Regions from separate parts of the Mus musculus genome. Here all the other regions are linked to region 5. Evidence: chromatin contacts called from public Hi-C data. All regions are on one chromosome and are shown on one strand. The core of a region is the stretch at or near the end of the contact, and the rest is flanking DNA. Distances in the headings are between cores, read along the strand shown. Region 1 overlaps Gm38991 (a long non-coding RNA gene). Region 2 has its middle 28 kb from the start of Gm38990. Region 3 has its middle 6.6 kb from the start of Gm38991. Region 4 has its middle 21 kb from the start of Gm36340. Region 5 has its middle 81 kb from the start of Gm38992.

Region 1 (5,611 bases), core at 2,109-4,608, 370 kb after region 5:
CTATTAAAAATGTCTGATTGCAGCCCGGCGTGGTGGCGGCAGAGGCAGGCAGATTTCTGAGTTTGAGGCCAGCCTGGTCTACAAAGTGAGATCCAGGATAGCCAGGGCTATACAGAGAAGCCCTGTCTGAAAAAAAAAAAAGTGATTTCATACACCTGATTCTGCCTAATTCTCTCCACATGTCATTCCTCAAATCTCTTTTCTTGCTTTGACTCCCTTTCAAAACATGAAAGCGTAACTCACCATTCTCAATAGCCTCAGGTCACCTTGGTTTGCATGGAAATTGGGCGGTTTTTGAAGGTATGCAACTCCCCAAGTCAAAAGTCATCAATCTCCTCTATAGTCTAGGCTGGCCTTCTATTTGGAATAGAAATAGCCTCCACCTCCAGCATAGCTGGGATTGTAAGCCTTCTCTATTAAGCCTAGTCCAGAGGTATCCTTTAAGTGAACGTTTAGAACTTAGTTGGAGTGCATGAGTTAGACATGGCTGACACCTTTGCAGGGCATGTTCACAGGCAATAAAGAAAAGTTCCTGCTAGGTGTTTGAGCAGAAACGAGTCCAGATATCTAGGATTGGCAAGAACAACTTCCACTTCATACTGAGGTCAAAAGGTGGCAGAAGCTATTGCACAGAGCATGAGATGTTAAGGATTTGAGAGCTGGTTTTTCAAAGGGGCAGAGTACACAGACGCAGCAATATATACAGTTTTCACCAGTTAGCCCCACACCCCGGTGAGAATCACTACTTATCAGAGCATCCAGCATGGAGCAGCACCTTGTCCCTGGCGAATGCTGCCAGAGCTCTCACTCAGTGTGGTCCGTTTATTTATTTATTTTTATTTTTTAAGCACGAGTGTGTGTGTGTGTGTGTGTGTGTATGGCCATGCACCCCTATGCGTTCACGCAGGCATGTACATGCAAGAAAAGTCAGAACATAAGATTCCCAAGAGCTAGAGTTGTAGACAATTGTGAGCTGCCCAACTGAGGTGCTGAGAAATTGGCTCCTCTGCAAACACCATGTGTGCGTAATCTCTGCAGTTCATGCATGTGTAATCTCTGCAGTCCGTGTGTGTGTAATCTCCACAGTCCATGCATGTACAGTCTTTGCAGCCCATGCATATGTCATCTCTCCAGCCTGTGGTCCTTTTAGCTAAAATGTTGTATTAGTTACTTTTCTGTTGCTGTGGTCAATACCATTTCCAAAAGCAACTTAAGACAGAAAGAGTCTTTGAGGATGGGGGAGCATGGCATGGCTGCAGGAGCAGGATGCATCCCCACACATAAGCACAGAGAGAGCAGGAAGTCGGGCAAGACTATCAACCTTCAAAGCCCACTCCCAGTGGCACACTTCCGCCAGCAGGGCTCCCCCTTCCACCAAAGTTTCCCACAAAACAGTGTCACCAAGTGTGATCCAAGTTTTCAAGTGCATGAGTCTATGGAGGACATTTCTCATTCAGACCACCATGAAAATACGGGACCAACAAATAGTATAGAATCAGATCATTACATCTTGAAATACTCTTGGCAGACCAAAAACAATATTGTAGGAGGTTTCTTTTTCAGGCTTAAGAGTTCTGAAGAGCATCAGGACCAGGACCTTTTTAAATACGCTGAATGTGATGAAGTCCCATAGCTTCACTCATCCACCCCTGGGCTTTCCAAGGCACTATTCTAATCTTCCACAGGGCATTATGTGTGTGAACTGTGCTAGAAGGGTCTCAGTTAAATCACTGGAAATGTTTTATGCTTTAAGGTGATAGTAGCTTAAATGATTTTCTTAAAACTCATTTCTGGTCTAAATTTGACTTTTTAAACCTGCAAGGTTTGGGCAGCCATATGAATAATAACCATCAGTAAAATGAGAGAGACAAGTGGCTAACACTGAGCACTTCCTATGGACCAGGCATGTAGCTAAGCAGTTCTGTATCACTGTGCGGGGTTAATGTCTATTTTAACCTGGTTCATCATCTCCTCTCATCACTGTCCTTAGGGTCCTCATACTGCATTTTCCTCTTTTCATTTAATTCTGTTTTGAAATAAGGACTCACGCTATACCCCAGGCTATCCTGAAACTCTCCACCCTTCTGCCTCAACCTCCTCCCTCCCCTGGTATTGGAATCACAGGTGTGTGCCACCACAACAATCACCTCTTCCTTGGTCTCATGGGTCAAGGAGGCCCTAGAAAGGTGTGGTTCAAGTTCATTGCAGAGCCGCGCTTGTTCATTCCAGAGGATTTATCCTCAGCTACTCACCTACAGCATTTGTTGAAGACCCAGTGTCTGGGGCCTTTCAGATTGTCCCTATCCTTCTTTAAGCTGAATATTATTCAAGGGATGGGCAAGATGGTGTCAAATGTATGATACCAAGCACATGGCCGTGGGACAAGCAGACGGTGCGGTCTAACCATATGCTACGGAGCAGAGAATCTGGGACACATTTTACATGAGCCCACAGAGATCTCCAGGGGAGACACAAACTTCTCTTGGATAAGCACTTGTCTCATGAGGACAACCTTAAGGATGAGCGGAGGATGGACCCATGAACACTGTGTCTTCCTTCCTGTCTTTCCATTCAGGCAGCTATGGCTGACCACGCAAACATGGAAGCCCGGGAGCCTTTCACTAGGAAAACACTGCTCGCCACAGCTGGGTAGGTCATCAACGGCCTCCTTACACTTTAGGTTTACTTAGCAGTGTGAGCTTTGCCTGTTCAGTCTCAAAACTATCCCAGCTATGTATATACTGTCTTCTGAAAAGCTCTGCGGACACTATTCGTTAGTCTCTTTGATCTAATTCATCACACACATCAGTCTCAAACAAGCACTAAGTGTCCTTCCTAGAGGTGGGGAACTGGGGGTCACGTGAAGGAGGGCTTTCAAAGCATGCCCGAACTCCCCTTCCACCCCACTTCCCATGATTTGGTCCCTCAGGTGCCATGGGTTCAAAAATACAGTTAAAAAAAAGAAAGAAAGAAAAACAACTGGGTTTCACTGTTGTCAAAATGCCACGTCACCCCACCAAAGAGAAGCTCGCCTTTGTCAATTTCCCTATCCATGCCAAAGTTTCTGAGAGACCCTTCACTTTATAAATCAACTCACAGCTTAGCACATCCTGGCAGCCCCTTCAAGGAACCATCGACATGACAGGGAATAAGACGATAACCATCATAGCTTGACTGGATACAGGTGTTTGCGTTTACAGACGAACCGCAAACGCCTGGATCTTTGACAGGCGTTGATACTATCAGTGAATCGCAGCTATTATTGGCTCCGGTCGCCAAGGGCTGGGGGGCCTTTCCCTTAGCAACATCTCGGAGGCTGATAACATTTGGCTGAACTTTTCAGATCGTAACCTCCCTTCTGACTTTCTGCAGTCAAAGCCGCCTAAACTGATCAGAAGAGGAGACACGCAGTGGGAAGACGAGTAAAATATTATTGACTGCACTGTTTCATGTCTATTAGGAAGAAAGAGCAGAGAAGGGCGGGAGAACTTGCAGCTTGACAGGCTTCAAGATAATCAGGGGAGAAATCGGAGCTGCTCAGTAACCCTCGGTGAGGCTGAGAAGCCCTGCCTTACAAGGGGTCATTGTTCTGTGCTGGGAACAAACAGGACGCCAGGCAAACAAGGGCAGGCACAGTTGCATTCCTCTACCGAGAAGCCTGTTCCTGCCACAAAACAGGGAGTGGGAAATGCAACCTGGGCTTGGTGGGACTGGAGAAACAGTGGGCCCTTCTCATCTCCATCTTGGTCCTGATTTCACCTGATGAGCTTGTTCTCTGAATGCAGCAGCTGTGTGTGCACCCATGTGTACCATGTGATCAGTGTGTATAGGGCATCTTTGTGCAGGGCAGAGATGGGACCCACACGAACAGATGAATCCCTTGGGTTCTAAGGTTTGGCTCTTTCTTCTTTCCTTCCTTCCTCCACTGCCATCTCTTGCCCCTCCTCCTTCTTCCTTTTCTTTGATTTTGAGATACAGTCTTGCTATGGAGCCCAGGCTGGCCTTGAACTCTCTGTCTAACCCAGGCAAGCCTCCTGCCTTGGCCTTCTTATCCAGCAGACAAGCAATTTATACATTTCAACTAACATTCCATTTCCCTCCTCCTTGTCTGGCTGTCCCAGAACTGAGATTGGACATCCTAGAGATGTGGATGGGCATCACAGATGTAGGGATATATACATGCACAAGCTCCGGGGTGTGAGCCGGGGGTCTGAGAGCTGAAAAAGCTCTGCTCACCTTGATTGACCCCAAGATCAGTCCCCTAAACTTTCTGAGCTGTGAAAACAGAGCATTTGATAGAAGACGTACTTGTTTCATGATGTCCTCCAACCCACTGGGAAAGGCTGATAAATTCCCCACATCTTATCAATTTACAAAACCAAATTTATCATCTGGAGCAAAGGTTAGGGTCTCAGACAACCAAAACCAAAGCAGCGAGGCCATGCCCAACACTGTCCATATTCCCTTTCATACCACCACACGCACATGCTCTTTCTTGGCCCTTGGATTCACTCTGTAAGAGTATTATTAGCAAATAGATATTGGTCAAGGGGTGTCCAGAAAATCTACATAGCATGTCCTATGACCTACCATCCTCTTGGTGTAGTTTACCAAAGCAGCATCCATCCTTGGGCACAGAGCTATTTTCCTCCAACATATCCCAATAGCCTTGTGAGTCTCAGTAACCATGATCTGGGCAAGAAGTTTATGCCTTTGGCTTCACTAACTGGAGCATCCCCCTGCAGGAAGGCTCACTGACTCCCTCCCTCAAACAACAAGCAAAACTCTCCTCTCTACCTCTCTTGCTTGAGTCACCCAGCACCTTCTTATGAAGTCAGTCTTCACTGATCCCCTCAGGCATATGGTTCCACATCTCTGTCACATTTATCATGGCTGACCACTCTCAACATTTTGATATGGACAACTTCTTTGGCCTCTTGCTTGAGTCCTTTCTTCTCTCTCTCTCTCTCTCTCTCTCTCTCTCTCTCTCTCTCTCTCACACACACACACACACACACACACACACACACACACACACACACTTTTAACTACCACTCCCAAACACCAGCCAAACTCTTCCCACAGGGTGAGGGTTGAGGTTCAAACTACCTGGCCAACTCTAGTTGCCTTCAGCCAAAGATATCCCGATAAGACCCAATGTGTGTGTGTGTGTGTGTGTGTGTGTGTGTGTGTGAGAGAGAGAGAGAGAGAGAGAGAGAGAGAGAGAGAGAGAGAGAGAGCGTACATACATGTGTGTGCACTTGCCTAAGTATGAAATGTGCAGGTCAGAGGTCAAAATCAGGTGTCCTCCTCTATCACTTTCCATCTTGTTTTTTGGAGACATAGTCTCTCACTCTCTGATCCTGGAATTTGCTGCTTTGGCTAGGCTCCCTGTCCAGCAAGTTCCTGGAATTCATTTGTCTCTGCCCCCTCCTTTCCCAGCTCCAGAGTTATAGACACATGTTACCATGTCTGGCTTTGACATGGCAATGAGAATCGAACTCAGGTCCCTCAGGTCTTCGTGCATGCACAGTAGGTACTTTACCCAGTGAGCCATCTCCTCGGTCAGCTATATGTAATTTTTTCCCCTTGGGAGTTTGATAGTAAGGAT
Region 2 (5,723 bases), core at 1,651-4,150, 470 kb after region 5:
TCAAGACAGTCTTACTGTGCAGTTCAGGATGGTTCCAAACCAACCAGCATTTTAAATAGTAAGAAGTGTCTCAAAAAAACATTTTACATTCAATTCAAGATGATAAAATATGTTAGTCTTTTCTCTAACACTGTGACGAAAGACCTAAGAGAATCAACACTCGGAAGGAAATGTTTATGTTGAGTCGTGGTTTTTGAGGTTTCGAGACATGGTCATGTGGCCCCATTGACACTGGGTCTTGTAGTGAGACTGAATATCACAAAGCAGAGGGTAGAACAGAGCTGTCCCCACCCACGGCACATAGAATCAGAAGGGAGGGGCAGGGTGCAAGCATTCCCTCCAACTGATCAAGGCACAGAGAATGTCAGGGAAGGGCTCAGCCCTCCCCAAAGGCTCAGGCACTGTCATGGGGGAGGGCACTGAAAGCCTATAAGAGCCAGAGGTTAGGGAGAACCTTAGCAAAAAGTGTCTTCTGGACTTGACAAGACGACTGCTTACACAAGCTCACTGCAGCTGCAGTCGCCTGCACAGTGTCAGCCAGGTTAACTTCCTACAGTGGAGAGGAGAGGGTCTCATGAGCTTCCACCCTGTGCTGGCTCAAATATATCTGGCCCATGGGAAGTGGCACTATTAGGAGGTGGGCTTTGAGGGTTCCTAGTGCTCAAGCTCCACCCAGTGTGAAAGAGAACCTCCTCCTGACTTTCTGAAGACCAAGATGTAGAATTCTTGGCTCCTCTAGCACCACGTCTGCCTGGATGCTGCCATGCTTCCCACCATGAAGATAATGGACTAAACCTCTGTAAGCTAGCCTCAGTTAAATGTTTGCCTTTATAAGAGTTGCCTTGGTCATGGTGTCTCTTCACAGCAATGAAACCCTACCTAAGACACACCCCAACCTAGGGAGCTATTTACAGTTGATGGCTTTGGAGAGAGGGAGGGTCTGTATTCTTTAGAGATGCAACCCTGGTAGGCTGACCATGCTTCAGCGGATGACCCTACACACACAAATATTTGGGCAGCACAAATTGAACTTTGTGGATTATAAAAATAAGTAAATAAAAATTTAAGAAGAGGACACTAAACTGAATGGGGCAGGGGGGAATGGATGAAGTGGAGTTGGGAGGAGCTAGAGGAGAAGGGGAAGTGAATTTGATCAAAACACATTTTATGCAGGTGTGACATTCTCTAAGAATGAAATTATTGTGTTTTTAAGTAAAAAAAAAAATAATTTTACCACATATATATTAAGTTTTATACTTTTTTTTCTTGTCTAGTACATTGTACCAGCCCCAGAAATACTTATAATATCTCCTTCAAGAATACCCCACTCTACCCCCACCCTCACCTCTACCCCACCCCCACCCCTAGTGGCCTGGTTCCTCCTCCTGGCCTCTCACCAGCTCTCCATGTCCTATAGGCAATGAACCCATCATAAATTAACCCACTGATGAGGTCAGAGCCCTTGATCCATCACCTCCCAAAGACCCCAAGCCTTCAGTATGTGTACTCTGGAAGGAGAGGTTTCAGATCCAAACTATAACACAAGGAGAGCTTATTCCATTTAACAGACATGGAGAAGCCCCTGCCTGGTCCTCCTGGTCTAAAAGGTTCTAGAAGACATAGTAGCTTACCATCCCTGTCTTCCAAGGGATGTCTTTTCCGGAGCAGGCCACATTAAGGTAGAGTGGGAGAGTGTAGATTCATGGTATGTACACTTCGGGTAGGCAAGAGTACGCATACACACAAACAAGGCTGGTTCCAAAGCAGGCAGGGATGGTGGGCACGTGGAGGAAGGCCAGACCACACAGGCTGGTGGGAAACTCATTGAGGGTCTGGTTGGCACAGTCCTGAGACTCCTGTGGGGACTTGTATGGGAGCCAGATGGAACATAAGTAAATATCAACTGTAGCCTCCTTTAAATCAAACGGAATGGGGCACCGGGAGGGCCTCCTCCCCAAACAAGGCAATTAGCCCATCACAAGGAGAACAGCCACGGGAGGTCACCATGACCCCATCAGCTGACATTTATAGAGTGCCTACCACTTGCCAGGCGCTGCTGCCAGGGTCGCACACAGATGGACCTATTTCATCCGCCCATGGCATTTTTATGACTCCCATTTGCAAGCAAGAAAACAGAGGCTGTAGAGCGACAAACTAACACATTCAAAGTCACATGGGTACAGGGCAGAACAGGGGTTCAAATCTGGGCACCTGTCTCTTGGCTCCTCCTCTTGGCTAGATGTTCAATCTGGGTAATCACAAAAACAGTGGGAACTTTAGGGTTCTTTCCCAGCCGTGTTTTTCTGGGTCAATGTTAACACACATGCACACGCTCAACACACGCGCATGCACACCCATACACATGCATTCACACACATACAAACACACACACACACACACATGCACACACAAGCTTTCCAGCCTTTCTCAAGTCCCATGTCACACATCCACGGCACATACAAGAATATGGGACTCTGAGGTAGTTTCTCAACCCTCATGGAAGCTGATGGAACCACAGAGTCAAATTAATTACAAGACACTCATTCTTAAGAAGAATATGTCTTTTTCCAAAAGAGGCTAGGGCGTGTGAGCAGAAGCGAGAGCCAAATGACGTCTGAGCCATACAGCCAATAAATTAATTTCATGTGGGAGGAAAAAAAAAAAAGCTGGACTGGCCCAGGGTTATTAAAGACCCCGTCAGCATAAAGATCTCATTGTGACACAGACCTCTCTGGCGGGGTCTCATCGGCTGAAGCTGTTTTAGATTCTAGAGTCCCCTGTGCCTAGCAAAGATTCCACATCAAATGCAGAAAAGATGGACCTGTCTAGACATCCCATTGCATGTAAGAAATAAAAAAAAAAAAAAATGCACACATCGTTCTTGTCAGTCTCTAGAAGGAGGGCCTGTGCAGAGCTCCAGCCAGGCTGCTGGCAGCTGGCAGCGCTGGGGAGGGAGTACAAACACAGCCGTTCTGACTCAGGAAGAGCCTTTTGTAGAAATTATTAGTGAGCTTCTAGAAGATTCCGAGGGCTGTGACTGAAAATTAAAGGGGGCAGTTTTTATTGTGGAGGCAACGGTCGCCTGAGAGATGTAGAGAGACACACGTCAGTGAGTTGTGCATGGAACACAGGCTAACCTACATCAAAATTGGTGGTCCTACAGCCAACGCTGAGCTCAAAGCTCTCTTTGACATGACCAGGAAACAGGGAGGCCCTGAAAGCCAGGGAGGAGGGGGAGGTCTAGTTAATCTCATTAGTAGCAACAGGAGTGGAGCCATTCAACACGTGAGTGTTTATTCAACAACCATTCTGGGCAGAGCTGCTAGGAACTAGTGTTCGGTGCTGGTGGAGATGTAGAGGGTGTATGTCCTCATGACACTCTCAGTGCAGGAACCAGACCTGGCATGAAAGGACACACAGGACCCTGTCCACCTCTCTACCCTCACCCATACTTTTCACATGGGCAACAGAACTTCCGCCATTAGAATTCAACCTAGGGCCATCCTATTTCCTGCTTCCTCTTTCCCTTCCTTTTCCCTTCTCCCACCCCAAAGTGCTTGGTCTAACCTTTGTTTATCTGAATGTTCTCACTTCTTCCTCATAGAGTCACCTCAGCCACCCTTGCAAAGTCCCTTTCTTTCCCCTCCCATGAGTTGACATAACATATCAAGGCCATTGTCTTGGCTCTTTTGTGTTGGTTGCTGTGATAAAATGCCTAAGTCTAGATAACTTACAAAATAAAGAGGTTCATTTAGCTCATGAGTCCACCTACTGAAAGTTCCAAAGAGCACATAATACCAGCATCCCGCAGGAGGCCTCCAAACTACATCACAATATGTTAGGGAGGTGGAAAGTTGCCATGAGCAGAAAGGGTCAAGGTGTGAGTTTGTATAACAAACTTGTCTAGAGAGATAGAAGTAACCTATTCCTGAGAGTGGAGGCTTCACAACCCAGTTACTTGCCAGTAGGTCCCACCTGGTAAAGGTCCCATCACATCAACACTCCACACTAGAAACCAAGCTTTATGGTTACTTGTTTGTACTGTCTCTCCAAGGCTACATTATCACCAGCCTGGGGCAAAGACCTAACCAGCTTTGAGAACTTAGAAATCTGGTGAACCCTGGAGTGTTAGGCATCCACCCAGTGCCTTAAACTGTGAAGGATAACAGAGCGTCATGAGATGGCCATAGAGGTTATAGAGAATCCAATTGAAGTAAGTTAAAAAGCACCTCATAAAGGGACATTTAGGTCTAAATGTACTAGTGTTGTATGGTACAATTCCTGGAGAGCTGCAAAGAAAGGTCTATCCCCAACCACCACAAGCAGAAAATCTACAACAGATGGAAGCAAGGATTAGCACTAAATCCAACTGGGTGAGCCAAATGAGTTTTACTGGGGTTACTTACAGTCTGGGTGAGGGGTTACTTACAGGAGTGTGGGTAAAGGGTTACTTACAGGAACATAAGTGACTCAGAGGCAGCTGCATCAGCAAAGCCCACCCCAGCGTGAGTGACAAAAGGCTAGAAACCTTCAGCACACTGTACAGCCTGCAGGAAGCTCAGCAGGCTAGAGAGTGTCTTTTCCAGGTAGCTCCCTTAGTCGGAGAGTATCTCCCAGCATACTTATATATGCTTTGGGAGGGAGGGGCCTAGTAAATCTGGTCAGTTTCAGGGACTTCCTGAAGCCTTTGATTTGTTTCCTTTGTAAACTTAAGGAACCTCCACAGAGGATGGAGTGTTCCCTCGGGAGATCCTGTTGTTTCACCTCCCTGTACATAGCTTGCATATTAATGAGCTTCCTTCAAAGACAATACCACTTGGGAGGATAATGGGACTGAAGCACTGCCCAGGACTGCCAGACAGGGAACACTTTGCGCTGAAGGAACTGAAGAGCAGAGCTAGGGTTCCTGTTAAAAAGCTTTCTGTCTCTGAAACAAATAACCAAGCTGATCAACTTATAAAGAGAAAAGGTTGGACTGGGAGATGGCTCAACAGATAAGTGATTTGCTGCCAGGGTAAGGACTAGAGCTCGGATCCCCAGAACCCATACAAAAAGCTGTGCAGCAATGTGGCCCACCTGTGACCCCAGTGTGTGGGGCCCTGGGGACAAACCCAGCTGAGGTTCAAGTTCAACTGAGGAAGACACTTGGTTCCTACTTCCTTAAGGCCTCTATGTGCACACACACACACGTGTGTGTGTGTGTGTGTGTGTGTGTGTGTGTTCCTACACCCATGGAAACATGCATATACATATACACACCCACAATCAACTGTTGTGTGGGGACCCACAGTATAGGGCCCCAAAAGACAAGACATAACAAAAGGAGTGTGAAACCAAACAAAACTTTTCACCTCATGGCCAAAAAGCCAAAGAGGAAAAAGAAGAAAACACCTGGGCCCCACTAACCTCTTCTAATAGCCTAAAGACCTTCCGGGAGACTCCACCTTTTCACAGGCCCACAATTCCTGTGAACAAAGTTAAGAACTAAGCCTTTCCACACAAGCCTTTGAGGCAGGGTTAACTGTAGCAGAGGCAATGTGTAGACAAAACAATGTGGCTAGAGAAGAAGGTAGAGTGTATGGAGGTTTAACTCTATCCTTGATGTGACATTAAGGAATATGAAAAGAATAAAGCAGATAAAGGATGCATTCTGGGGGTGGGAGAGATGATTCCGAGGTTAAGAGCACTGGCTGTTCTTTCAAAGGTCCTGAGTTCAATTCCCA
Region 3 (5,848 bases), core at 1,311-3,810, 390 kb after region 5:
TGGCAGGGTATGATGGCACTATGATTACTGAGTTTACAGGAAGAAAAAGACACCAACCCAGGGACAGCCAGAAATACAAATACGTGCCCCTCCTGATACCAGCACAACTCCTGACCCCACCCTAGGATTCCCAAAGGCCGTCTGAAGCTAAGGGAAAGTAAACTCAGGTGGATTCAAAAGGAACCAGAAGATCTAGCTGCGAAGTTGCCCCCTCCGCCCACTTCTCCCGACCCCCGAATTGTTCTGGACTGCACAGGCGGGCAGGGGAAGAAGGGCTGAGAAAGTTGGAGGTCTGACAACCTCAGAAGCAATCAAGAGTGTGTCCCTGCACCCCCGGGGACCCATGGCAGCCGCTCCCATAGCATCTTTTCAACTTTCTATAACTCATCTGCATGAATTTACTTTTTTGCCTTAAGAGGTTGTTGGAATGCGTGTTAAAACACACAGAGCGATTTCATCTCCATAGCATCACTAAAGAAATATTATATTAGTATAAAGTTGCGGGGGGGGGGTGTTGGAGGAAAAAGAAAGAAAAAGAGAAAGTCAGCTCTGCAGCGAGGCAGGCGGCAAAGCGCTGCTCAAAAGCGCCACCCAAAGGCGGGAGAATGTAAATGCAAGCCAGGAACCGCGGTTGGCTTGCTTGCATTTTTTTCTTTTTTCTTTTTTCTCTTATTTCTTCTTCTTCTTTTATTTCTTTTTCAATTTCAGAATGAAAAAAATGACAGCGCCACGCAACTTGACGGAGGCTTTTGATTGAATTGACTGATTGCTCCAGCTGCACCTGCGGAAAATTGATGACAATGCTGTCTAAACCATTCATTAAGGTCTGGAACTTCGCGCAGATGAATGCGGGATTCATATATTTGCTAGACGTGTGTTGGGAATAATATGACGAAGCACTGTTTCCAAATGAACATTTCTTTAACCTAATTTTATCGAAATCATGCAACGGAATGAAAGCACGTTCATGCCTGAACTCTGTCAAAGCAACTGCAACTAGGCACTCTCTCTCTCTCTCTCTCTCTCTCTCTCTCTCTCACTCGCTCTTCTTTTTGTCTTTTCAAAACATTTAGGTGGAATCTTTTCTTTGAAATATCTCTACTGCTCTGCCTTGAATTATTTGTTATGAAAATGCTTTTATTCTATTTTATTTTAGTCATTCAAAGTGTTATTCCCCACCAAATGAAGGGAAAGTATTTGAGGCTTCTTTTCCAAGCTCCAAATTTGCTAAATTGTATACAAGTAGAAAATAGTTTTGTTTTTTTTTTTAAGAAAAAGAAAACTAATAATACCACCCTCCTCTTAGACACCTCGGGAGGAATCATTTCGCACCAACTGGCCGTGCCTTCCCTTCGTAGAGAATTAGACTGCCTGCAGGCTTGGAAGGGAAATGAAATCCTTTTAAAATATTGACTGTTCTGGTCAAAACGGTGTGAATGGTATCTATACACCTTTTATGTAAGAGCCCCGACTCACTCTTGATTTTAATGTATCAAAGCACAATCAATATTGAATGAAGCTTTCGCTGCATGTCCAGAATAAAGGGGGGTAGGGGTGGCTGTAGAGAAAGGTGGCTGAGACGGAGATAAAATGTGGCTTTTATACCTGGCTTGGCTTGCTACAACTGAGAAGACGCTGTGTTTGAATCTATCTTCCAAGCAGCTAGCCTGCTGGAGGTGTGAATTGTTAGGGAGGAGTTTAAAAAAGAGAGAGAGAGAACCTTATTCTTAAGAACCAAAAATGCTGTACAAATAGATGTTACTTCTCCAACAAGGGCTCTATGCCTAGAACTTGCCTCCTTTCCCCCCCAAAAAAAAACCCTCAAAATGAATATTTATTAACTTAAGAACCTGGCGCAGGTCTGTCCACAGATCCCGATCTGCCAAAGCGCTTCTAGCTCTCTTCCCTGGCATTTAAGAAAAAAAAAAATCTATTTTTATCCATCCTCTTGCGTTTAGGTTTTCTACCAGGAAGGTAATTTCTGATGAGGCAACTTGGATTTTTCCCCCCTTGTTTTATTCCTAAAGAAACTCTGCCAGTTCTTAAGGCAATTGCATTCACCCCAAACCTGGATGGAGAGAAACTGCAGGTGTGTGCACAAGAATAACAAGCCTGGCGTTCGCCAGGCCCCTCTTGCTGCTCTCTCGGTTATGTGCAGCAGGAAGATTCACTCCAGACAGATCTGAACAAGGCTCTTTAAGGAGATTGCGGCCAGCCGTACAGACAGAAGATGACCAAGTAAATATGAGAATCCTTCCAGGCAGAACAATCTGGGGCCGCTTTTCATTGTCATGCTTCATTTGCTAGTGAGGAAAATGGGTAAACCCAGTGGTTGGAGCTCAGAGCAGTAAGCAAACATTCTAGCATTTCCAAAAATGCCCTAACTCTCTGGCATGTCTTGAAAAAAAAAAAAAAAAAAAAAAACCTCAAGCCCCAACTCAGCCCTAGCATTTTAGAATACAACGTTTGCTTTGAAATCGGGGCCACATGTTAGGAACCAGGCCCCAGTTTGAGCTGTGGTCATTGTTATTGTTTGTCTATTATACACTGTGCATGGGACCCAGGAATTTGGGAGTGCTCTCTAAGCAAGCACTCTATCCCTGGCCTAGTCTGCAGCCCTAAAGCAAGTACCTGGTTTGTTTTAGAAGGCTCGTAAAAGCACTGATGTCAAATAACCTCTGACAGAGTAATGAGTAGCCTCTCCCTTAAGAGATGCCAGAACTTTGTCAGAGTATCTGTGTAAGCGAGTGTGGGAGAGGCAGTTGGGGTAAGATGTAAATAAAAATACATTTCCGTTAATACGGGACAAGAAAATCCAGGAGCTCTAAATGACACTGGCTGCAGAGTAACTTAGGTATCAGACCTTGAGGTGTTGGGGAACAAATGTTCGTACGGGAAGCAGAAGACAAAGCAGAGATGGTGTAGACCTGAGCTTCCAATGACATGCCCGGTCTATCTTGTGCCTGGCTCTCCCAGCTTTAGTCTCATCTCCTAGAGGCTCTGATGGGATTCAGGGGGAACACAGGGAGGGTGGCCCAAGTGTACCCCACCTCCAACTGGCCTACAATGTGCACACCAGCCTCACCTGTGTAATTATCTAAAGCCATGGTCCTTAGCAGAGAGAGAAAGAGAGAGAGAGAGAGAGAGAGAGAGAGAGAGAGAGAGAGCCTCCACCTTTCTCTTGATAGTAAGAGGGACTTCACTAAGAATCACATCACCCCATCCTGCACAGCCGTCATTTCCTCTGTTGGATTCTGAGTTCTCAGCTCTGTTCTTGGGGTACCTTTACAGCCCTAAGCCTGCCACCCAAAGCTTCTCATTCAGAGAATCTTTTCATTACCTGGTCCTGTTCATCCCCCAGGGGGGCATCAAAGCTGACCTCCTCCAAACCTTCTGTGGTCTGAATGAAGACCCTTTCACGGATTCTGCTCTAAGACAGCCTTTGTCCCCACCAATGCTCTCAATGCCCAATTAGTATTTATTTCCCCTTAAGCGCAATGAACAGACTCTGGGACTGTCATATGGATTCCAGCAGCAGTCGGGACAGCTTGGATTAGATGCTCTTCTGAAGCCACTCACACGCCACCAAACGCTTGCCAGCTGTGGCCTTCACAACAGTCCCTTCAAGTTCAGGGCACCACACGGTTCAGTCCCAGCTAAAAACCCAAGTTCAGGTACCGTGTGCTCCGGTAAGGCTGCCTCACGGTGGGTGTAGAAAGAGTAGTGTGTGCATCCCATCTCAGGTTCACCATACACAGACAGTACTCAGCCACAGGGGAGGAAATGGCTGAGAAGTGGCAAGGTCAAGGCTAGGATCTGGGCTTCCTGGATCTGCTACATCTCCTCCTCCAACTCCAGCTGTTCCTCAAGCTACCCAGTAGATATGGTACATTTTGACAGCTATGATGTTTGCAGCCCCCAACCCCTACCCCCCCACACCCCACATGTGTGAGAAAGACAAGACCACTTTGCCTTGAATAGATCAGAGCATTTAATCTATATCAGTGACTGGGTATAAACCAGAAGTACAAAGGGGAAAGTTATAGTACCCCAGAGAAGGGAGAGACAGCAAACAGGACCTCTGAGCTGGATGCCAGTGTTGGGATAGCCTTGCAAGAACCAGCTATACCTTTAGACTCTTTAACAGCCTTTCTTGACCGAGGGCAGTAGCCTACCATTTTTCTATTCAAATGTACACACACATAGTAGACATACTCACAAACACAGACACACACTTCTACCACAATTGGGAGTAGAATGAAAGAGTAAATAAGCCATGGGCTGGCAGTGGAGAGCTCACCCAGCAGAGGGCCGTAGCTTCACTCCTCAACACAGGTGTGGGGCTACACACCTGTAATCGCAGCACTTGGGAGGTGGAGGCTGAAGGATCAGAATTTTAAGGTCATTGGCTGCTTGGCTATCTTCAAGCACCTAGGAATGTGCTTCTAGCAGAGGTAGGTCTGCGGATCGAACTTTCCACGGCAGTTGCCATTTTGCTGTGGACTGAGGAGGGACTGTACTTAGTAAACCCCCCTCACACATGAACCACTGAGGTCACAGTTTCCCTGTGCTTCTAGAAGGATGGGAAGATACTGTTCTTGGGAGCCTAGTGGCCTCCTAGCTAGAGGAGCAAAGCCCTGTGGGAAATACAAAAGGCCCCACTTCCAAGCCACCTGACTAACGCTCCATGCCTCAGTCATAACTTGTAACTAACAAAAGATCCTGTGGTAGTGACGGGTGTCTCGGCTGACCAAGGCCACTACCTAACCCCGCCAGGAAACGGAGCAAACACCAGTGTTCTGTCAACACCAACCGTGCAGGCACTGTGTAGTCAGACTTCTCCCAGGGCCAGGCTGATAGTCTAAGTCTGAGATGCAAGGGATGTTCTATGCTCTGTACCTATCCACAAAGGGTTTTTCTGCCTGTGCTGAGAGCCCAGTGTTCTCAGTACTTGCAGTCACCTGAGCCAGAAATTCAGATAACAACAAGGACACTCCAAATATTAAACACCGGGGGCAACCTTACACTGTTTTAAAGTAATCTGAGAACTAAGTAAATCACATGTCCTATATAAAAAGAGTACTATAGAACTGGAAACGTAGCTCTACGGCAGAGCACTGACCTAGAATATACAAGGCCTGAGTCCCATCGCCAGATATAAACATGAAGGACATACATTTATACATTTAAGTGCCTATGCTAACATTGTTTTGTATGGGTAAATTGCCCCCCTCAGACACCCACTTTGATCCTCATATAAGCCTTTTACCGCATAAAAACATTTTTTTTTAATTTCTCCTTTATTCTAAGGTAGGTGGCACCTCACTAAACAAGCAGAAGTGTCAAGACAAAGAAAAGGTCAGTGGGGTCCCAAGCAGGCAGGGTGGCTTTTTGAGTGATGCCTGCCTATGAGCCAAGGACCTATTCTGGCTTTCCCGGTTAGAAGTAGCTCTGGGAGCTGGTGACTGGGACCCTGCAGAGTCCCCAGGTATCAGTGTGTTCCCCAGAGAAGGTGGACCGACCCAGCTCTATCTGACTTCCCACAAGCTCTTGGGACACAGGGTTTATGAGAGCTTCCCCAAGATGGAGCAATTGTGCTTGCTCATGGTTACTGTGGGAGGAGGAGGAGGTTAGAGGCTCTCTGGGCCTCTGATTGTGGTTTCTGTCATCATCTGCTTTTGCCAGACTGGCCTTTCCTCAGACCCACTTACATAGACACACGTGTACTACAGTGTATATCATCCTTTTTATATATAATATACTTGCATTAATATGTGACTATTGACCAGCTAGAAATAAATATGTAATTTATACATATATACAAATTCAGAATATTTGCATGCATTGT
Region 4 (5,485 bases), core at 410-2,909, 330 kb after region 5:
CCATCTTTATGCCAAAACCTTCATACCATAGGCTGACTTAGAAAGGGTGTAGGATGTTGGGGGGGTGGGGAATAAGGACAGCTTTGGCAAGCAAGAAGTTTCTTTCTTTATGATGCCATTAAGCTGCCTGAAAATTCCTCAAATAATCCTGTTCTACCCACCTGCCATTTCTGAGTCCTGTGTGAGTATGAGTTTTATAGACACTCTTGCTCCTTGTTTTGGGGTTCCTTGAACCCTTGCAATGGCTCTGCTTGCTTTGAAATCCTTTTGGTCCACAGCTAAGCCAGGCCAAGTTGACCCTCCCTTCAGGTCTGCCTCTGAGGCATCCCAACCCACCCTCCCCACGAACAGGGGCAGCTGGGCACTACTAGATCCCAGAAGAGCCTTCTAGGATGGCCTGGCCTTCTCCAGGGGACCCCCAGGGTCCTCATCCATGCCATCCTGGTCTCTGTAACAACCCAAACTCCTGCCTGTTCTCGGCTGTGACAAGCAGGGAAGTTGGGTGAAGGAGAGAGAATCCGGGCTTTGGGGAAATTTGCTGAGATGCCGCCTGGGGATCCCGTGAGCAGCCAGTTTTACGTGCTCAGGACTTTCTGGAGCATTTAGCTATTTTAGCCGCAAATAAAGAAAGCTTTGGCATCGGTCAGGAGGCAGCCATCACAGAGGTGGGAGACTAGCGTTCGAATTGCACGTTTGCAGAGCCTTTCTTCGAAGTATTACATACATCATTTCCTGGTGCAGAGGAACACTGAGCTCAAAAAAATAAATAAATAAATAAAAAAGAGATCAAAAATTATAAAAATTTTCTGACCTAGACAGAACTAAAAGCTGAATGCAAACCCAGAAAACACTAAAATGAATTTCCTCACAAGATTTCTGTACACACCCAGCGTCAGCTTATCCCAAGTGTATACAGTGCAACACGATACCAGCAGGCAAGCACTCTAGTTAATGTCCTAAACCCAGTCACACAAAACATTCCTGCCAGATAACTGCATCTCACTCCTCTTATAGAAGAGTATTCTTAAATTAGGTTGGTGTGAATGTGTTTGTATATTTATTATTAAAATACTTACTGTTCTGCCTTTTGAAGTCGATGGACAAATGATTTAGGAGTGGAAATAGACGAGAAACAAAATTAATGCAAATAATGTGTTGATTTTTTTTTTTAGCTTGATTAGCCAAGCCAATGGAAAATTCTAGAAAACGTATACAATTATTTTAACTGTCACAGGCTGGCAATTGTAATTGACATGATTTGTACGAGATGCAGTGTAATAACTGAATATATTAAAAAAAAATCTCATGCCTTGATTACCAGGAGAACATTACTAGTGCCAGGATATTATTAACAGCACAATTATTGTGGCATCCTTAGGATACGCTGTTAGCACTTCAATGCATTAGTGAACCTTTGCTAACGAAGAAAAAATTAAAGTACAGCAAATTTCAAAGCACCAGTTGTACCCAATATCATTAAAAATTTATAAAACTTCCTCTGAACATGACAAGTGTTTGGTTTAAATGAAGATCAGCCACAAGGAGAGAGCAGAAATCCTGATACTCTTTGTCTCCGTCCTCACCCTCCCTCTCTCCCTCTCCCGGTTCTCCCAGACCTCCCCAGCCGGCACCACCTCAATCCAGCTGAAATATGTAACCATTACAGAGTGACAGCTTGACACACAATGACCCGTCAGAACATTCATCTCACAATGTTTTATTTTAGTGAGGAGCCAAACTGCAGAAAAAAAAGTAAGCAAGTTGTTTCAAGGCTTGGAAGGAGATCAAACATTTCTGGCATGCCCACTTACCAGACCTTTGATTTACAATGGACTTGTCAGAGCCCGATTAGACAGTGTGTGCTTAAAAACCTACAGAGGCTTCTCAATTGCCCCAGCACACCACCATCTCCCCCATGGAGAGCGCCCCTTTGTTCCCAGGTCCCGCAAATGCTGGCTACAGCATGGAAGCATGCACCCTTGCAAGGGAGCCAGGGAATAAACCCAACCCAGTTAAGCGGCTGCAATGAAATCTCTTTTGCCAAGGAAGGGGTGAGGGGTGAGGGAGAGGAGAGAGAGGGGCCCATGCAAGATGAGTTCTACCCACCCGTTTCTGTCTTTACCTCTTCCCTCCAAATCAAAAGTTATCATCTTTCCCAGGAAAGCCATACTGAGTGATTGCTACCATTGGTGGGGCGAGCTTTCACAACTTTATTCAAATGGAAACAGCTTTATTTAAAAAAAAAAAAGAAAGAAAGAAAGAAAAAAAAGAAAAGAAAAAAAAAGAATTGGACCAAAAGTGCAGGTGTTTAAAATATGTTCACGGTATTACGATTTTTGCTAGTAATTACAACTAGGAAATAGCTGGAAATATATTGTTTCAATTTGTATGGAGAACAATTGCAGAGCCTGCGCACTCCGCATGATCTGTGCCTGGCTGGCATCGGAATGTGTAATTCCTTAACCCTATATGGAGGCCCAGGCCTCGCCGGGGCAAATTATGAATCCATGTGTTTGGAGGGCCAGAGTAGTAAATTCAGTTTCTTGTGTATCCATTACAATGCGATCCGACATGTGTGATTTATGGAATATTAAGTTAATACAGTATTATGAAATTAGCTTAATGCACTAAAGCTGTAATTTTAAAGTGAAAAACAATACAACGGGGCGTAAACAATATCAACATTAGCATTTCATGAAAGCTGAAACCAATTCACTCAAAATGTGTCTGGAGAGTCACAGATTTACCTCTTCTGCCAGGGACCAAGGCTCATAGGACTTTGAGACCTCAGGACCACATCTCTAGAGGCCAACCCCCTCTCCCTCTAACTGAACTTGGCTAGGGCAGCCATGGGTATTAACCAGGGCAGCTGCCCCTCAGGGAATCTGCCAGGACTGTGCAGGCCAAGGAGGAAGGGCCTCCTGCTCCTAAACACATACACACACACACACTCACACACACACACACACACACACACACACACACACACCTCCTAAGCAGAGCCCAGGGAGAGACAGCTGGGACACCAGATGCAACTGAGGGTACTTGAAGTCCCCAGCTCGGAATGAATGACACTCTAAGGTCAGGCAAATCTTGTTGAGTCCAGACAAAAAACAAATCTAGTCAAGTTGTTCTCAGATCCTTTGAGAAAAAAAATCTTAACCGGTATCAGGCAGAGACTTGTGACATGACAACGTAGCAAAATGGTCGGTTCTATGACGTTCGGCCCCCACAGTCCACATGCCCAGCATGCCTCCTGCAGACCAGCCCAAGATTCACAGGAGAGCTGAACGGCAGAGTAGTGGGCTGGCAATCATAGTGGAGGGTGTTGGTGTTAATCAAACGCAGGGTCTTCCTGTCCCTGATCTTCTTGTCCACCCCCTGCTTCCTAGCACCAAGGATCCTCTGGGACTGAGGAACAGCAGGCACAAAGAAGGCCTGGTATTTGTGATGCCAAGTGCATTCTGGGGCAAAGGCAAAAGAGGAGCCGAAGAGCCTTACCACACCGTCCTTAGCTTTCACCTGCACTAGCCAAATGCATCATGGTGCTAACAGATCCCGGTGCCTAGGACTCAGGTGCAGCCTGTTGGTACTGCTGTATACTTCTGCCCCAAGGATGCTCCTACCTCTGGATGACCACCAGGGTAGTAGCAAACTAATTTCCTCATACCCTGACGGAATAATGAACATTGAGCCTCTTGTGTGACTTTGGGCATAAAGGGCCCAGGTGTCACATTTCACTCTGATTCTCCGGTTTGAGACTCAACATGAAACACTGGGGAGCTGAGACATAACCAGATAAGTAGAATTCTCACATCTCTACGGGGACTGCACTTATTCACAGGTCTGTGCTCTGCTTGCTCTGAGAGTCTGACTTTTAAGCTCCCCGCGGATGTCCCTGCAAACGACAGACCCAGAACCCCACACTGTGTGAGCATCACAGAGAACAACCCAGCTCCTTCGAGTGCTTGACGCCGTGAGAGTCAATGTCAGCTTTGTATGGCATCTTCTCAAGACTCCCTCTATGTGGCTTAATGTGGTCATCAGTATTAGCTCCTTAATCTAGATGCCATCGTGTCTTCCCATTTCCATAGTGTCTTAGTTTGGGGTTTTTTTTTTGTTGTTGTTTGTTTGTTTGTTTTTTGTTTTGTTTTGTTTTTTGCTGTGAAGAGACACCATGACCAAGGCAGCTCTTATAAAGGACATTTCACTGGGGCTGGCGTACAGTTTCAGAGGTTCATTATCATCATGGCAGGAAGCATGGCAGCTTCCAGGCAGACACGGTGCTTCAGAAGGGGTTGAGAGTTCTGCATCTCGATCAGAAGCCCAAAGGATCCTTTTCCACACTGGGTGGAGCTGGACCATAGGAACTCAAAGCCCACCCCCAGAGTGGCACACTTCCTCCAACAAGGCCACACCCACTCCAACAATGCTACACCTCCCAATAGCACAGCTCCCTGAGCCAAGCATATTCAAACTACCATACAGAGTAAAAACCAAAATCCTCTGTTTTAAACAATGAAAAGTATATGTCCAAGTTAGAAATGGGACAGTCATGGGGGAGGTGGGGGACTAGGGTATGGGAATCTATTCTTAAGGCCTGCTATTAGGGCTCAGGTACCTCCTTCACCTGGGGCAAGTGCATGGCTGTCTGCTGTTGGCTTGCTGGCGTTTACTCCTGAGATGTGCTGTGTTTATTAAGGGAGCTGAAAGCCAATACTAATGTTTTAATTCCATCAAGTATGTTTCAATTCCTATTCTGCATTTCGCATTAGGAACCCAGACTCAGTCAATACTCTGATGCACTGTTGCTGGCAGTGGGGAACAGGGGTTTCACCTGCCTTGACAAATGGCTATGCTTCAGGACATGAGGGTAAACAAGAATGCACACGTTGTTCTCCCCGGCTCCGAAGACTAAGCATGGTGCTCACTCTCAAAACACTTGTCTTCAGAGATGACTAGGGGTTGAGGTCTTTATTGTGTGTTTCTGTTGAAAAGAATCTCCCTTTACCTTTCTGGAAATATTAATCTCCAGAAATAATACAACCTTCTACTGGAGAACTAGGTGTGACAGGCACACCAACGCAGATGGAGGAGGTCAAGTCACTGTTTCAGTCCCGTGTAACATGTCCCCTCTTCAGACAGTCATCTCTCTCAGCCCTCAGTACATAGAAGCAATCTGGTGATGTGGTGAATAAGAAGAAAATTGGCACATTTGACCCAAGTGCAAACCACTGTTCTTGCTCATCTCTTTGAACTAGCAAAGGCCCATTGTCTTATCCTCCATAGCCGTGCACATTCGTGAGTGCATGCCTGCATGCATGTGTGGACTCAGGTGTCTGCCGTCACCTCCCTTGGAGACAGAGTCTCTTTGTTGTTCATAACTGGGTATGTCATGTTAGCTGGCCTGTGAGGTTTTGGAGACTCTCCCTTCTCCCATCTTGCCTAAAGAGTTGGATTACTGGCATGTGCTACAGAGCTCACC
Region 5 (5,833 bases), core at 1,379-3,878:
CATGAGCCCATAGAAATGAATTCCACAAATGTTTGGAGCTACACAACTGTTATACATCCTTTAGTATCTATCTATCTATCTATCTATCTATCTATCTATCTATCTATCTATCTATCTATCTATCTATCCATCTATGTACCCATCCATCTATCTATATCATCATATTACATTAACCAGTTATCCTTTTATCCATTCATCTATCTAAACACTCATTTTATTCTATCCATCAATACACAATATTATCTATTTGCTTGTTATTGGTCTAACCAATCATCCTGTATCTAATCATACTACTATCCACCTATCTATATATCGTTCACATATCCTATTATCTATCCACACATCCATATATATCCATCCTTTTACCTATCTATCTATCTATCTATCTATCTATCTATCTATCTATCCATCTATCATCTACTTACCTAGCCATTCTATTTATCCACTCATGCTATTATTCATTTGTCTCTCTATACAAGCATCCTACTATCTATGTATCCATTCTACTAACTATACATCCATTATATAGTTATCTATTTATCTATATACCTAATCTGCATCTCACCTATTACCATTGAAATTTTCTCATATCAAAAAAAGACATGCTTGATCATTACTATTTATTTACCACTATGGCACTCTTCATCTTTATGTACCACTTTTGCACTTGATCTTAGCCAAAAGGCCGAGAAGCGATATGTACCACTTTTGAACATCTAGTTTTCAATACAGTCTTGCTTTTCATCTGTCTATATAACTGTCTTTAGTAGTTCTTGGAGACTTTGCATGTACCATTGCTTCTGCCTCGAATGTTCTTTTTCCAGTTACCTGTCCAGTTGGTTCCCTTTTGATGCCTTTTGCTCAAACGTCATAGTTAGCATAGGACACTTTCACTGCATTTGACACTGCAGGGTTCTACGATGTAGAATCCTCTCCAACCCCACACGTTTCATATTATGACCTGACTTGTGGTTTGACTTTTGTTAGAACTTATAGTCTGTGATAGTTTCCTTTGGTTCACTGGCTTGTGTATATACTAATGCCTAGAAATACTAATCCCAGAAGCTCAGCGCTGGGATCAGCAGCAGGACTTTGCATATGGAGATGCTAACAAACATTTCTTAGTTGAATGAATGAGAATCTTGCAATGTTCTTTAAAGAGCAGGTGTGCTCCTCTTCCCTTAGTCTGAGTCTACTCACAGCTGAATTAAAGAGTCTCCCTGGTCAACTCATTCTCTCCATCCAAGTGGGTAACAGACTCAGTGGCCAGTGTGAGCAGTGGCTGCTCCCATAACTCACTGAGCAGAATGAGGTGTGTTAACTTCAAGCCCACAGCTTTCAGGAACCCCTCCCAAGCCTGTTAATCACCGGGATGTACACCTCTCCCAGGTTCAAGGCCACTAGTGAAGACTGACTTTATCAGCAGCAACAAGATAGGGTGATGTTTCAGAGCTGTACAGAGGCCACGGAAGCAGAATGTTCTGGAGTCTTCAGAGAATGTATACAAAGGAGGTAAAAGTCTTGTAACAAAATCCACTAGGAGCTGGACATGGTAGTGTACACCTATTGTCTCAGCTACTTGGGAGGTTGAGGTGGTAGAATCATAAATGGAAGGCCAGCTTGGGAAACAGAATTAATTAGTTGAAGACCTGCCTGAGCAACTTAAGGAGACTATGTCTCAAACTAAAAGAAAAAGCGAGGTAGGGATGTAGCTCAGCAGCAGTGTGGTTGTCTAACACGTGCAAGGTCCTAGGTTCAAGTCCCATCACTGCAAACAAAACCAGTTAACCAAAAGCCACACCGGATAAGGCATGCTTTTAATCCTATCACTCAAGAGGCTGAAGCTGGGAATATCAAATTAAAACTCAACTTGGGCTTCAAAGAGAGAGTCCATCTCAATTAAATAAATCAATATCTATCTATCTATCTATCTATCTATCTATCTATCTATCTATCTATCTATCTATCTACCTAACTACCTATATCCAAATCCAAAGTGGAGTGATTTGACAGTTAAAAGCAAAAAGCAACAGTTGTGGATTACAGATAAACATCTTCATTCCACAGCCTGCTATTATGCCCTTCTGGTGGCTGAAGAGATTCACACACCATGCCTGGTGCTGTCTACTCAAGAGTGCACAGTAGGCATAGCAGCTCCAGGGCCTGTCTGGCTCACATGAAGCCCCCCAAAGTAAGACAGCACATCTCCATTGTGAAGGAACTTGTCTGGCTCCTGCTGAGCGTGAGAATGCCCTGTCGAAAGCATATGACTTCTAACAGATGTCGAACATTTCATTTTGCTCTCTCTGTCCAGCCAATGCCAATGTGACATCCTCCAGGCTCAGGGTTAGGAACCGGAGTTAACTCTTGACAGAAGCTCTTGACAGAATCAAGCCAAGGGTTCTGGGGACTTGGATAGCTTTAGGATGTGGGAGAAAAGGCCATACCAAGTTCTTCTTGGGGGATGTCTGTCACATGGTGAAACGCCCCTGCGTTTGACTTTAAAGCCAGGCTCTTGGCCCTGTTCCCACCTTTGTGTATAATAAACAGCTCCCCGGAACATCTCCCTCCCTTCCCTGCAGACGTGGATCCTGATGTTCTTAACTTGTCCCAATCCAGTAAACAAGGCCTCAGTAACATATAAACATGATTTATGAAAACAAACCTTCTCTGAAATCTGCTCAGAGAATCACCACCACATAGCTGTAAGCAAAGATGAAAGGCTGTGATAAGCAGGACGTGCACATCTGTTAAAGGGAGGCCATGCTTGAGTGTCTGTCAGAGTCCGCCTCAAAAGCCAGGAATACTCGACTGGGAATAAAATGATGGCCAGTCTTTCCTGGTGTCACTCTTGTGAGCCAGGCACAGTGTTAGGTGTCTTCCATCCACTGGACTCTCCATTGTTTTGAAGGGCCATATCTTGTTTTCAAATGTTTCAGATGAAGACATTGACGCTTGCTTAAAAAGGGGGAATAAATTATCTGTGGTGTCTTAGGGTTTCTATTGCTGTGATAAAACACCATGGCCAAAACCAACTTGATGAAGAAAGTGTTTATTTTGTCTTAGAGCCTGTAGTCTACAAACTAGGCAGGAGTCTGGAAGCAGAAGGAGGCCTTGGAGAAACATGGCTTACTGGCTTGCTCCTCATAGCTTGCTCAGCCTGCTTCCTAATAGCACCAGGACCACTATCCCAGGGTGACACCACTCACAGTGAGCTGGGACCTCCCATATCAATCATCAATTACCAATCAAGAAAATATCCCCTCAGGGTTGACTCCAAGACAGGCTGGCGGTGGCCTTTTCTCAGTTGAGATTTCCCTCTTCCCAGTGACTCCAGCTGAACTCAAGTTACATCAGCCAGCATGGCATTGTCACAGCAAGAGTTGAGATACTGGCAGTCAACGTAGACAGAAAAGCAGTGGGTTGCATTACTTGGCTGGTCAAACCTCAGTAGTAAAGATTTTAAAATCCCAACAACCAAGGCTGGCCAGTTGTATCCACTGGAGTAATTGCCTGTCAAAGACCACTTTTTTGTCACATGGCGAGAAGGAGCCTATAATTTACTGCACTACTAGATCAATAGGAAGTAGTGTAGGGAGAGAAGGAAGAGAGCGCATCCCAGTGACCCCAGCAGAGGAGGATGCTCTATGCCTATGGTTGTTAAGCCTTGGTCCTAGCCACCCAACTTAACTTGCTCAGGAAGCTTTCAAAGGCACAATGTGTGTGCCACTGGGGGAAGTTCTGTGCTTCTTGCCAGAGCCTTGGAGTCATCAAATAAGGGATATACTCAAGGGTCAGAGAGGAATTAAAATGCCAGCTTTGAAACGACCTATGAGGTGCCCACACAGGATCCCTTGGATTCCTCCACATAGAGCCTGAAGGCACAGGCCAACACAGGCTCTTGATGCCCTGGGAGGCATCTTGGCCACATGGAGGCTGGAGCAAGGAGCTTCCTTGCCTCTCAACTTAGTGAGAGCTAAGGAAATGGCATGCTCTTCCTGCTTGAGCCACCCATGGGTCTCAGACTGTTCTCATCCCGGGGATGAAATCACTTCTCTTCTGTAAGCAGAGAGGGAATGGGGGAAGGATTGGGAGGCATGTTTCTTAAAAGCACAGATTTGCTTTTAAGGCAAAGTCACCATTGGCTAGGGTCTCAGTGTTTGTGCCAACTCAAGACTCATGTTAAAACCATAATCTCCAAGACATTAGAGGGCATTAGCACATACTGAAACAGCCTTCATGAATGGGATTCATGATCTTATTAAAAGAGGTCCCATGAAGACCCCTTATTCTTCAGTCAGGCAAGGACATAGTAAAATAACATGCTCCCTGGACCAGAAAGCAGTACTCACCAAATTCTATTGTACTCCAAGCATGGTCTTGAACTTGGACCCCTCCAACCTGCAGAACTTCGAGGAGTCATTTTTGTCCATAAGCTGTCCAGATTATAGTATTTTTTGGCGACAGGGATCCCAGTGGAATAAACCATGATCCTTCGCCCAGCAATGTCAGAAGGTCTTTTCCCACAGTTATTTGTCTGCCTCTCTACTCACACTTTCTGTCGTCCCTGCTTTCTGTGGTCTCCTTGTGGATGGTGTTTAATTTCACCGACTCTTGATTCAGAAACTGGTTTGAGCTAAGGTAGAGGCCTGTCCATGGATGGACGCACCAGTGTGCCAGCATTGAGGGGCATTTGTTTCTGATCTTACCACATGGCAAACATGCTCCAGGGAGCCTTCTTCCTGCAAAGGAAATGAGAGTTGTATGTGAAGAGAGAGAAAAGCCACCTTAGCAATCCCAGCTTGAAGCAGAGCTGCCCAACCAGGCCTGTCTTAGACCAGCTACGTCCTATCCAGCTTGCAGACACATTGGTGATACTGTATAAATTGCAGTGTAAATCCTTGAGCTTTGGAAATGTTTGTTATGCTGCAATAAGTAATTCGTACATGCAGTTTCTTTGTCAAGTTTAAATCTTTGAGACCCAGCTAGATGAGATAGGTGTTTGTGGTTTGAATGAATGGATGAATTAGCTTTTGCTTTTGACTTATGTTTCCATGACAGTGAGCAGATGATGCAATATCTACCCATGTGACTTTTTTGTTGTTAAGTATAAAAATTAAGAAAGGAAGATAATAATGTCCCATGATTTGGTCTTTTATGTACTTAGTGGCCTAGGAATCAGGGTCTGGGGTCACTTGTCAAGCTGTGACATCACCCAGAGGCAGCTGACCTCTTTTACCTCTCTCGGACCTCTGACTGGATGGGATGAACCGACAGGCCAGACATTTACCTGCATTCTATGCTGACTCTAAATGTACAGCCTTCTTTACCCTGAGACCTCAAAGACCAGCCAGAGGTTGCCGGTGGCGAGGCACACCCACACTTTTCTCCAGGTTTTCAGAAGACTATTTTTCAGAAGACTGATCCGAGGGCACACATCAGAGACACATCCGAGGGAACACACGTCATCCCAGAATGGCTTGACACTGTCTCTCACCAGCAATGCCCCGGAAGGTAGAGCATCAGGTGGAAGGAGTATTCTTCAGAGAGCTGCTTTCCCCAGGGAGCGGTGACAGCTTGTGCCTGACGGGGAGTCCTGTTGTATTCCGAGGTGTGAAGGGAAGGCTGAACTGTGCATATGCCATACCGTACAGTTTTGCCTACAAACGCATGCAGCTTTATTGTAGCTGTGAACACTTTGCCCCTCTCCCCTTCACCCTTGATGATTTGAGAACATGCAGGATCTAGCTGTGTGATTCAGTGTTCCCCACTTGATAGGCAATGGAGCATGTGGATCTAATGGTTCAGTTCCCTGGGTTGGATAGCCATGGGT

Evidence for each region. A called contact is a pair of places that touch in the nucleus more often than the background predicts.
Region 1: a contact with region 5 is called in a Hi-C map of uterus, with 5 times the contacts expected there. The contact joins two enhancer-like sites. A contact is called at or near these places in 6 of 484 Hi-C or Micro-C datasets (myocytes and uterus).
Region 2: a Hi-C map of uterus shows a contact between it and region 5, with 6 times the contacts expected there. The contact joins two enhancer-like sites.
Region 3: a contact with region 5 is called in a Hi-C map of uterus, with 3 times the contacts expected there. The contact joins two enhancer-like sites. A contact is called at or near these places in 4 of 484 Hi-C or Micro-C datasets (all in uterus) and 1 of 115 datasets of contacts at active chromatin or transcription factors (embryonic basal ganglia).
Region 4: a contact with region 5 is called in a Hi-C map of uterus. The contact joins two enhancer-like sites. A contact is called at or near these places in 2 of 484 Hi-C or Micro-C datasets (both in uterus) and 1 of 115 datasets of contacts at active chromatin or transcription factors (astrocytes).

Annotation. Positions count from the first base shown.
Region 1 is chr7:36,088,443-36,094,053 of GRCm38.p6, reverse strand. All of the region lies in intron 4 of Gm38991 (a long non-coding RNA gene), which reads right to left. Among named protein-coding and RNA genes, the nearest start is that of Gm38991, 15 kb to the right of the region's middle. Within about 2 kb of position 3,358, at least 18 of the 459 cell types and tissues checked have an H3K27ac peak or open chromatin away from gene starts, as enhancers often do. A contact at or near this core is called in uterus, where this site is marked.
Region 2 is chr7:35,985,863-35,991,585 of GRCm38.p6, reverse strand. No RefSeq gene overlaps it. Among named protein-coding and RNA genes, the nearest start is that of Gm38990, 28 kb to the right of the region's middle. Within about 2 kb of position 2,900, at least 18 of the 459 cell types and tissues checked have an H3K27ac peak or open chromatin away from gene starts, as enhancers often do. A contact at or near this core is called in uterus, where this site is marked.
Region 3 is chr7:36,066,708-36,072,555 of GRCm38.p6, reverse strand. No RefSeq gene overlaps it. Among named protein-coding and RNA genes, the nearest start is that of Gm38991, 6.6 kb to the left of the region's middle. Within about 2 kb of position 2,560, at least 2 of the 459 cell types and tissues checked have an H3K27ac peak or open chromatin away from gene starts, as enhancers often do. A contact at or near this core is called in uterus, where this site is marked.
Region 4 is chr7:36,130,210-36,135,694 of GRCm38.p6, reverse strand. No RefSeq gene overlaps it. Among named protein-coding and RNA genes, the nearest start is that of Gm36340, 21 kb to the left of the region's middle. Within about 2 kb of position 1,659, at least 31 of the 459 cell types and tissues checked have an H3K27ac peak or open chromatin away from gene starts, as enhancers often do. A contact at or near this core is called in uterus, where this site is marked.
Region 5 is chr7:36,459,321-36,465,153 of GRCm38.p6, reverse strand. No RefSeq gene overlaps it. Among named protein-coding and RNA genes, the nearest start is that of Gm38992, 81 kb to the left of the region's middle. Within about 2 kb of position 2,628, at least 3 of the 459 cell types and tissues checked have an H3K27ac peak or open chromatin away from gene starts, as enhancers often do. A contact at or near this core is called in uterus, where this site is marked.